Linked DNA regions of Sus scrofa: region 2 is linked to region 1. Evidence: chromatin contacts called from public Hi-C data. All regions are on one chromosome and are shown on one strand. Each heading gives the region's core, a stretch centred on a gene start, on an enhancer-like site or on the middle of the called end of the contact. The rest is flanking DNA. Distances are from core to core; before and after follow the strand shown.

What was found. Hi-C and Micro-C count contacts between places; a contact is called where the count stands out from the background.
Region 2: a Hi-C map of retroperitoneal adipose tissue shows a contact between it and region 1, with 2.1 times the contacts expected there. The contact joins the enhancer-like site here to the promoter of MFSD6L in region 1. A contact is called at or near these places in 5 of 47 Hi-C or Micro-C datasets (brain, embryonic fibroblasts, heart right ventricle and 2 more) and 1 of 2 datasets of contacts at active chromatin or transcription factors (alveolar macrophages).

Annotation. Positions count from the first base shown.
Region 1 is chr12:53,907,003-53,911,255 of Sscrofa11.1, reverse strand. MFSD6L (major facilitator superfamily domain-containing protein 6-like) reads left to right here and starts at 1,491. Exons shown (of 2, transcript XM_005674644.3): 1 at 1,491-3,164; 2 at 3,167-4,253. The coding sequence starts at 2,727. It overlaps PIK3R6 (phosphoinositide 3-kinase regulatory subunit 6), which reads left to right. Exons shown (of 21, transcript XM_021067869.1): 21 at 1-257.
Region 2 is chr12:53,990,900-53,994,806 of Sscrofa11.1, reverse strand. PIK3R5 (phosphoinositide-3-kinase regulatory subunit 5) reads left to right here. Exons shown (of 19, transcript NM_213851.1): 6 at 2,901-2,970. Among named protein-coding and RNA genes, the nearest start is that of PIK3R6, 22 kb to the right of the region's middle. Within about 2 kb of position 1,911, at least 6 of the 83 cell types and tissues checked have an H3K27ac peak or open chromatin away from gene starts, as enhancers often do. A contact at or near this core is called in alveolar macrophages and retroperitoneal adipose tissue, where this site is marked.

The sequences.
Region 1 (4,253 bases), core at 242-2,741:
CTTTGTGGATTTCTCATTTCCTGCCTCTCCCGCTGTCTTCTCCCACTCAGGCTCCCTGCCCGGCCCTTAAAGCCAAGGTGAGAGCTGCTGTCCTGGCCAGGGCCCGGCGGCCTGGGGGACACAGGAAGCAGGCAGGGGCCGCCATCCCTCCTCCCTCAGGCCACTGCCCACCTTACCTGCTCCCAGGCGGCCATCTCTTCTGGCTGAGACAGAAATGTCAGATTCAATAAATACACACTAAAGTGTTTCTGCCTTCATCTAATATCATCCATACTTGCATTTTAGTAGAGAGCAGAGGCATTCCTCAGTCCAACTGCATGAAACTGCTTAGGCCAGGTAAAATCTTCAAGAAATATTTACTGGTGTGTTCTGTCCACCTGCCCAGCCCTCTTGGTCACTTGAGGGCCTCCTGACCAGCTCTGTCCCAAACGGAGGTGGGAATGCAGGTTAGTTTCAGAAGAGCCAGAGATTAAAATGCGGGAGTTCCCCTTGTGGCTCAGTGGGTTAAGAACCCAACTAGTATCCATGATGATGCAGGTTCAGTCCCTGGCCTCACTCAGTGGTTTAAAGATCTGGCATTGCTGTGAGCCATGGTGTAGGTTGTGGATGTGGCTTAGATCTGGTGTTGCTGTGGCTGTGGTCTAGGCCGGCAGCTGTAGCTCCAATTCGACCCCTAGCCTGGGAACCTCCATATGCCGCAGGGGTGGCCCTAAAAAGAATAAAAAAGAAAAAGGAAAGATACCAAATTTCTTGGTTTTTGAGTTCAGCCACTTACATCCGGGTATAAGCCCATCCCTGTCCCCTGGGCAGTCGCAGGGGATGGTGGCGGTGGGGTGGACAAGTCCCTTCCAAGTTCGGAGTGGCAGGATGAAGAGTTAGGCTCTTCACTTGTGGCTTCATTGCCCCGGGAGTCGGGGCAGGTCTCTGATCACATTCTCAGAGCCAGGGGACAGCGGAAGGCATGGAACCCACATCCTCATGGATGCTAGTCGGATTCGTTACCACCAGGCCATGCCGGGATCTCCAGATGACCAGGTTCTTGAAATAAACATTTGCAGAGTTTACCAGCTGACAGAGTTAGGGGAAAGCTCCTGGCCTCCTCCCCCAACAACCTCTCCATCAGCTCACACAAAAAAGCATGTTGTAGATCAAGTTTGGCTGCGCATTCAGACATGTGTTGGCAAGCAGCCCTTCTCCTCCCCCAGCCCCAGCCCCAGCCCCAGCCAGATGAGATGCTCCACACCAACCTGGCTGCAAAGTTCACTGAACACAGTTGGCTGGACCTTGGGCCGTCTTGGAGTAAAGGCTACCATTCCAAAGGGTTTAGACTGCTGGAATCTCTAGATTCTTCTTCTTTTTTTTAATGGCTGCACTGGCAGCATATGGAAGTTTCCAGGCTGGAGGTGGAAGCGGAGCTGCAGCTGCCAGCCTACATCACAGCCATAGCAACGCTGGATCCAAGCCACATCTGCGACCTACACGGCAGCGTGCGGCATCGAGGGATCCTTAACCCAGTGAGCGAGGTCAGGGATCCAACCTGCATCCTCGTGGACATTATGTTGGCTTCTTAACCTGTTGAGCCACAGCAGGAACTTCTGGGTTCCTATGCCCTGTTCACCAAGGGTGAAAACACCTCCGAATTTTTAGTAACAACCCATGCGACTTGGAGACCACCAGCTTCACCGGTGCAATTTTGCCAGTATCCCTTTGGCTCCTTAATGAATCCACTTCTGCTGATTTTCAGATTATTAACATGCTTGTATTCCCTGCCTCTGGAGGGTGGCTTTGGGATGTTAGCTAACCCGCTGTGGTCTGTGTGTACCCAAAATGGACAACTAAGCACTCTTCGGTGTCCCCTAAACAATCTAGTACATGCATAATGTTAGGGGGAGGCTGGGAGGACTGCTTGGCGGAGCTGCCACCTCAAGACTGACCTCAGTCCCTCTCTAGGGATCATCTGCCTTAAAGAAAACTGTGTCACCTAAGGTCATGCCTCTTCCAGAGGCAGCTCAGTTCCCATCAAACAGTTCTAGAGCCTGGGGACAAAAATAGCACTTTGATCCTGATGGCGGCAGGCAGTTAACAAGAGAGACCGTGAAACAGAAACCGGTAGTGTGTTTGACAGCAACGCGGTCCTAGGGAGAAAAATTAGCCGGGCAGGGGGCCCGGTGGGCTGGGGGTGCGAATCTGGGGAAGGGGCGGGATTTGTCAGTGAGGGTGGACACTGAGGGAAATGGGGTTTGGTTCTTGACCAGCGGGGCATGTGAGTGAAGATGTGAGGAATGTGAAAACGGGGCTAACGCCATGAACGCTATTCCCTCTCCCTCCCACCCAAGTTGAGGTCAGGGATCTAACCCAGCTTGGTGGGCAACGCCCGGCCCAGGGAGGGGGCGGCCTGGAGCGCCCCCTGCAGGCCACAGTCCGCGACCCTCGCGCACATCCGGCAGGTGCGGCCAGGAGGCCCGGGGACGTGGCAGGTGCGGCCCGCAGGTGCGCGGGCCCCGCCCCTAGGTGCGGAGTCCTCCGGGCGGGGCCACTTCCGGGCCGGTGGCCGGACGTGGGGGCGGGGGCGGCCGTTGACCCGGTGACCGCGGCGCCGCCGGAGGCTGGAGGCGCCCTGCGGCTCGGTCCCCGCTCGGAGCCCCCCTCCCGGGGACATGACGCCGCGCCCGCCCCGCGCCCCGCCGCGCCCTCCGCCCGCCCGGGTCTGACGGAGCCGGGCAGCCATGAGCGCCAACCCCCAATGGGACATCAGCAGGGCGCTGTGGGTGGCCAGGCTCTTCCACCTGGTGTGTGGGGTCCGGGATGCCTGCGTGACCCCGTTCCTGACCCTCTACCTGCGGCAGCTGGGCTTGGCCGCGCCCTGGGTGGGCATCCTAATGGGAACCAAGCATCTGATCGCCACCTTCTGGGCTCCATTCTGTGCCTTCCTGGCCAAAAGCTACCAGAAACGGAGGGTGCTTCTGATAGGCTCGCTGCTCGGCTCGGTGGGAGCCAGCCTGTTGATGGTCCTGGTGCCGCCCTTGGACAGAGACCGCCCCTGTAATGGAAGCCACAGCGTGACCGTGACGGTCCTGCCACCGGGGGTCGCACTAACCGTGAACGTCACCTCGACCCCGGAGCCAGCCTCCAACCGCCCCGCCGGGGGGCCCAGGCGCCCAGCCCAGAGGGTACTGGGGTCGCAGGAGCCGATGGTTTCAGAGGAAGACCTGGGGAGAGTGGCCGAGAATCTGTCAGTCACCTGCCTGGCTACTCTCTGGGCTCCGTCCACGGGGCCAGGACCACATCGGGCGTTCTCCATCCTACCTCTTCAGGGGTGACAGGTACTCCTGGGGCAGCTGCTTTCAGCGTGGTCAGTACTGCTGTCCCTTTGCACGCTGGGGGTACAGCGCTGGCAAGTCCAGCCAACCAGTCTGCAGCCAAGGGGAATGCCCAGGCCCTTGACCTCTCCTTGGAAGGGTTGCGGTGGACTTTCCTCCTCTCCCTGGGCTCCCTGGTGTTCTGGGAGCTGCTGAGCGCCCCTCTGGAGCAGGTGGCAGATGACAGCCTTTATGAATACCTGGACTTCGTGGATGCCACTGACCGCTACAGAAGCCTGTGGTTATGGAGGCTGCTGGGCACGTCAGTGGGAGTGTGTGGCATTGCAGCCTTGGTGGGAAAGCTGGACTGCCTCTTGGTGACAAAGGGCCCCCGGGGTGTGGTGCATTTCTACGGCTACGCACTGGTCAGCACCGTGGCTTTACTGGTGAGCACTGCCTTTCCCGTCCCCCTCTGCAGGCGGCGCGAGCCCAGCTACAGAACGGGCAAAGCCCTGTCTCTCGTCGGTAGCGACGCCCGCCTCATCCTCCTCGCCCTCACTGTCCTCCTGATAGGAGCCGCCACCAGTGCCGTGCAGAACTTCCTGTTCTGGCACATGAAAGACCACGGGAGCAGCGAGCTGGTCATGGGCTTCTCGGTGGCCCTGGGCTTGCTGGGGGAAATTCTGCTTCATCCGTTCAAAACTCCGCTGCTCAGGAAGCTGTCCAAGGTGGGCACAGTGGGGTTGGGGCTGGGCTGCCTGGCGGGGCAGCTGCTGTATTACTCGTTCCTCTGGAGCTGGTGGTCTGTTCTCCCCGTTCAGATCTTCAGCGCCATCAGCCACGGGGCTCTGTGGTGGGCAGTCGGGGCCTCCATAGAGGACCTGGCCACTCCGGGCACGGAGAGACCGCTCCATGCCATGTTCCGAGGCCACTTTTACGGGGGCGGGGCCAGCC
Region 2 (3,907 bases), core at 662-3,161, 83 kb before region 1:
GATGCAGCTAAGGCTGCCCCTCCCCTGCCACGTTAGCACTGGGGACTCTGTGGCATCGTGGCGCTTAGGGGAAAACATCAGGCGAACCGGGACACTGTTCTTGCTGCCACCTCACGGATGCCCAGGCCCCCCCCTGGCGTGTCCTCAGCGTGACATTCTGCAAGGGTGTCATTAAGGTGGTACCCATGCTCGGTGACACTGGTGGTGATTGTCACACATCCTATGTCTTCATAGTCGGCTGTCTTGTGCAGAAAGGCCATTTCTGGTCATGACTTTGACAAAGGGGGAAAGTGAGGGATAGATTTGGAGTTCGGGGTTAGCATATACACACTATTTGTATATAAAATAAACACCAAGGTTCTACTGTATAGCACAGGGAACGATCCGCAATATCTTGTAATAACCTCAAATGGAAAAGAATCTGAAAAAGAAGAGGTGTGTATATATATATGTATTTGTGCGTATAACTGAGTCACTTTGCTTTATACCTGCAGCTAACACATTGTAAATCAACTATGCTTCAATCAAAATAAAATGATTGGGGGAGTTCCTGTTGTGGTTCAGTGGTAATGAACCCAGCTAGTAGCCCTGAGGATGCAGGTTCAATCTCTGGCCCTGCTCAGTGGTTTAAGGATCCAGAATTGCCATGAGCTGTGGTATAGGTTGCAGACGTGGCTCGGATCTGGTGGCTGTGGCCGTGGCTGTGGCGTAGGCCAGCAGCTGTGACTTTGATTAGACCCCTAGCCTGGAACCTCCATATGCCGTGGGTTCAGCCCTAAAAAATAAAATTAAATTAAATTAAAATTAGAAAAAGACAAAAAATAAGATAAAATAGGTAAAATAAATTTTATTTTATTGTTTTTTTATTTTTTATTTTTTTTATCTTTTTGCCTTTTCTTTTTTTTTTTTTTTTTTTTTTTTTTGGTTTTTTTGCCATTTCTTGGGCCACTCCTGTGGCATATAGAGGTTCCCAGGCTAGGGGTCGAATTGGAGCTGTAGCTGCTGGCCTACACCAGAGCCACAACAACGCGGGATCTGAGCTGCATCTGCAGCCTACACCACAGCTCACAGCAACGCTGGATCCTTAACCCATTGAGCGAGGCCAGGGATCTAACCCGCCACCTCGCAGTTCCTAGTTGGATTCGTTAACAACTGAGCCACGACAGGAACTCCTAAAATAAATTCTAAAAATTAAGAAGGGAAGGTCATGTTGGTAAACAAGGCTCCACTGGGAAGGGTTCAGGTGGCTTTTGAACTTCGTGTGGCCACCTGCCACCGGCCCCCACCGGCCATGACCTTGCCTGTATGAGGCGGCCCTTTCGATTTGCTACAAGTTAGTACCTGACACCGAATCACCTAGGCATGTGTTTCTTCAGCCCCTTGGGGCGGCCTTGATCTAGAAAGAAATCCAGTCGCAGAAAGCTGTTCCCACCTGCTGAGGTGCCCAGGGCAGGGGGTGAAGGTCAAAGGGAGAAGCGCCCATCCTCCCCGTCCCGCTGCTCCCAGAGAAATGCAGGATCATTATCAAGACAAGCCAGGGAGGGGGGTTGATGGGTGTCTTTGGGAGAGGGGTCGAGAGTTTCATCTGAGGCTCTAGGATCCACTTGGGAACTGCTGGAATCTGGGCCTGGCCTGCGTCAACAGGGGCAGAAGTGGGAGTAGTGACGGGTCAGCGGGGTGTAGGTTACAATTAAATGCATAACATGGTAAAAGGAAAGTGAGGACGGGCCAGAAGAAGGCTTTGCTATGTATTTGTCTGGGACTTGGGGGCAGGGGGGCTGGGGGGCCTGGGCGGGCGGGGTACCAACTCCTCCAGTACTTTGTTGGGGGTTCAAGGGGCAATGAGGAGGCTTGTCTCTGTCATGCCTGTGAGTGGCCACCAGGTGGTGTCGTGAGTCCTGATAGTCACCAATGTTTCCGGGGCTTTCCAGTCAAAATCGGCATAACATTAACATCTAAACACGTGATCATTACCTACAAGACACAGCAAACAGAAGGCCCCACATCAAAGCAATTTGATCCAAAGTTGGAAGAGCATCCACTGGGGCTTTTCAGCCATTTGCAAGTCATGGCCCTTCTGTTTGCAGCGGTCTGTAACCGCAGACTGGGCTTTGTGCTTCCCTGAGGAGCTGGCCTTCCCGCCCCCAGCCCACACCCAGTTCACAGCCAGCAGGGCCCCCGTGAAGATGTCCAAGCCCTGCCAGGGAGGCTGCCTGCCCCCCTGAATCCCAGCCCCATCAGCGAGGCGAGGGAACTGCTGTCTGATGTCTTCACCGCCAGTGACACAGAACTGAATCCATACTGCGAAGGGTCTCTTTTCCAGCTACAGAACTGCATCTGGGTGCAGGAAAAAAGGGAAAACTTGGGTTCGTTCCTTCTCAGCACATTGGCAGCAGAGGAGATGAGAGGTGGATGAGGCCAGAGGGGAAGGCTGGGCGGGGGTCTGCGGGGCGGGGGGCTCAGCCTTAGGGAGGGACAAGGTGGCACAACTGAGATCCCCTGAGGGTGTGTGGGAGGCGAGACGGGGATGCTGAGGGGTGGGGGGGCTGGCTGGTGCCGGGGCTGAGCTGAGGGGTGCCTGACACCAGGAAGGGGCCACGGTGACAGGAACCAGGACCAGCTAGACAGCAGGAGACACGACCGCTTCAAGGCCCTGCCCTCCTCCCAGGGTGCCTGGCCCCACCATCTCTGAAGTGTGAAGCTTTGCGGGGCAGGTGGAGCCGAGCTGGGGCCTGGGAGTCAGACTCCCAGCTCTAATCTGCCCCTAGTTTTGATCCTCATTCCAAACCCCCGCCCTGATTCTCCAGTGCTGGGCTCCTGCCAGGCGCAGGGCCATGGCTGCCGAAGGAGCAGATACACCTGTAACCTGTTTCTTTTTGTTTGTCTTTTTGTGGCCACAGGAATCTCCTACCAGCGACTGGTGAGGGCGGAGCAGGGCCTGTCCACAAGGAGTCACCGCAGCTCCACCGTGTGAGTGCTCTTGGGGAGGGAGGAATGGGGGTGTGTGCGAGATATTTGGGGCATCAGCTCATTTTTCTGGGCTAAGGATCTTCCATCAGATTCCTAAATGAGTCTGAGACTTAAAAAAAAAAAAAAAAAGTTAAAACCACCTGCCTTGATTGTGCCAAGTACTGAGGACGCATTACCTAACTTAACCCCAACTTTTCAGATGAGGCAACTGAGGATCAGAGAGGCCAAGCAACTTCCCCCAGGTCACACATCTAGTAAATGTCTGAGCCAGGATTTGAACCTTAGGCTTACTCAAAAGCCCGGGATTTTTCCATAATATCTTTCTGCCTGTTTTCCAAACTGTTTTGACCAGGACCTACAATTTAAAAAATGCATTTCATGTAATTGTATACATGTAAGGATAACTTGATCCCCTTGTTGTACAGTGGGAAAATTTTTAAAAAATGCATTTTACATGAAAGCCTGGCATACACACACGCACACGCACACAGATGAGACAAGTTTCAGGAAGTGAAACTCACCCTCTCCCAAGGATGAGCTCTGACCTATCCTGGTCTATTTCATTTAAAAGGCTGTTCTAGGGAGTTCCCCAGTGGCTCAGTGGGTTAAGGATCTGGCATTGCTGCTGCTGTGGCATAGGTTTGACCCTTGGCCCTGGAACTTCCACCTGATGTGGGCATAGCCCCCCCCAAAAAAAGCAATTCTGGTTGTGACTCCAGGAATTGATTTCGTTACCCATTCCTGGGTCCCTGCTTGCGTTTGGAACAGCATTAGAGAGGAAGCCTCCATTCTGAGGCCCTGCTGCAGGCCTCCAAGCACGTGGGGGCCCAGAGACCACAGCTCGGAAGCTCTGGTCACCCCAGCTCCTCCACTTCCTCAGCCCCAGGAACTCACAGCACATTCACTGAGCAAACATTTGTGGAGTTTCATCTTAGTA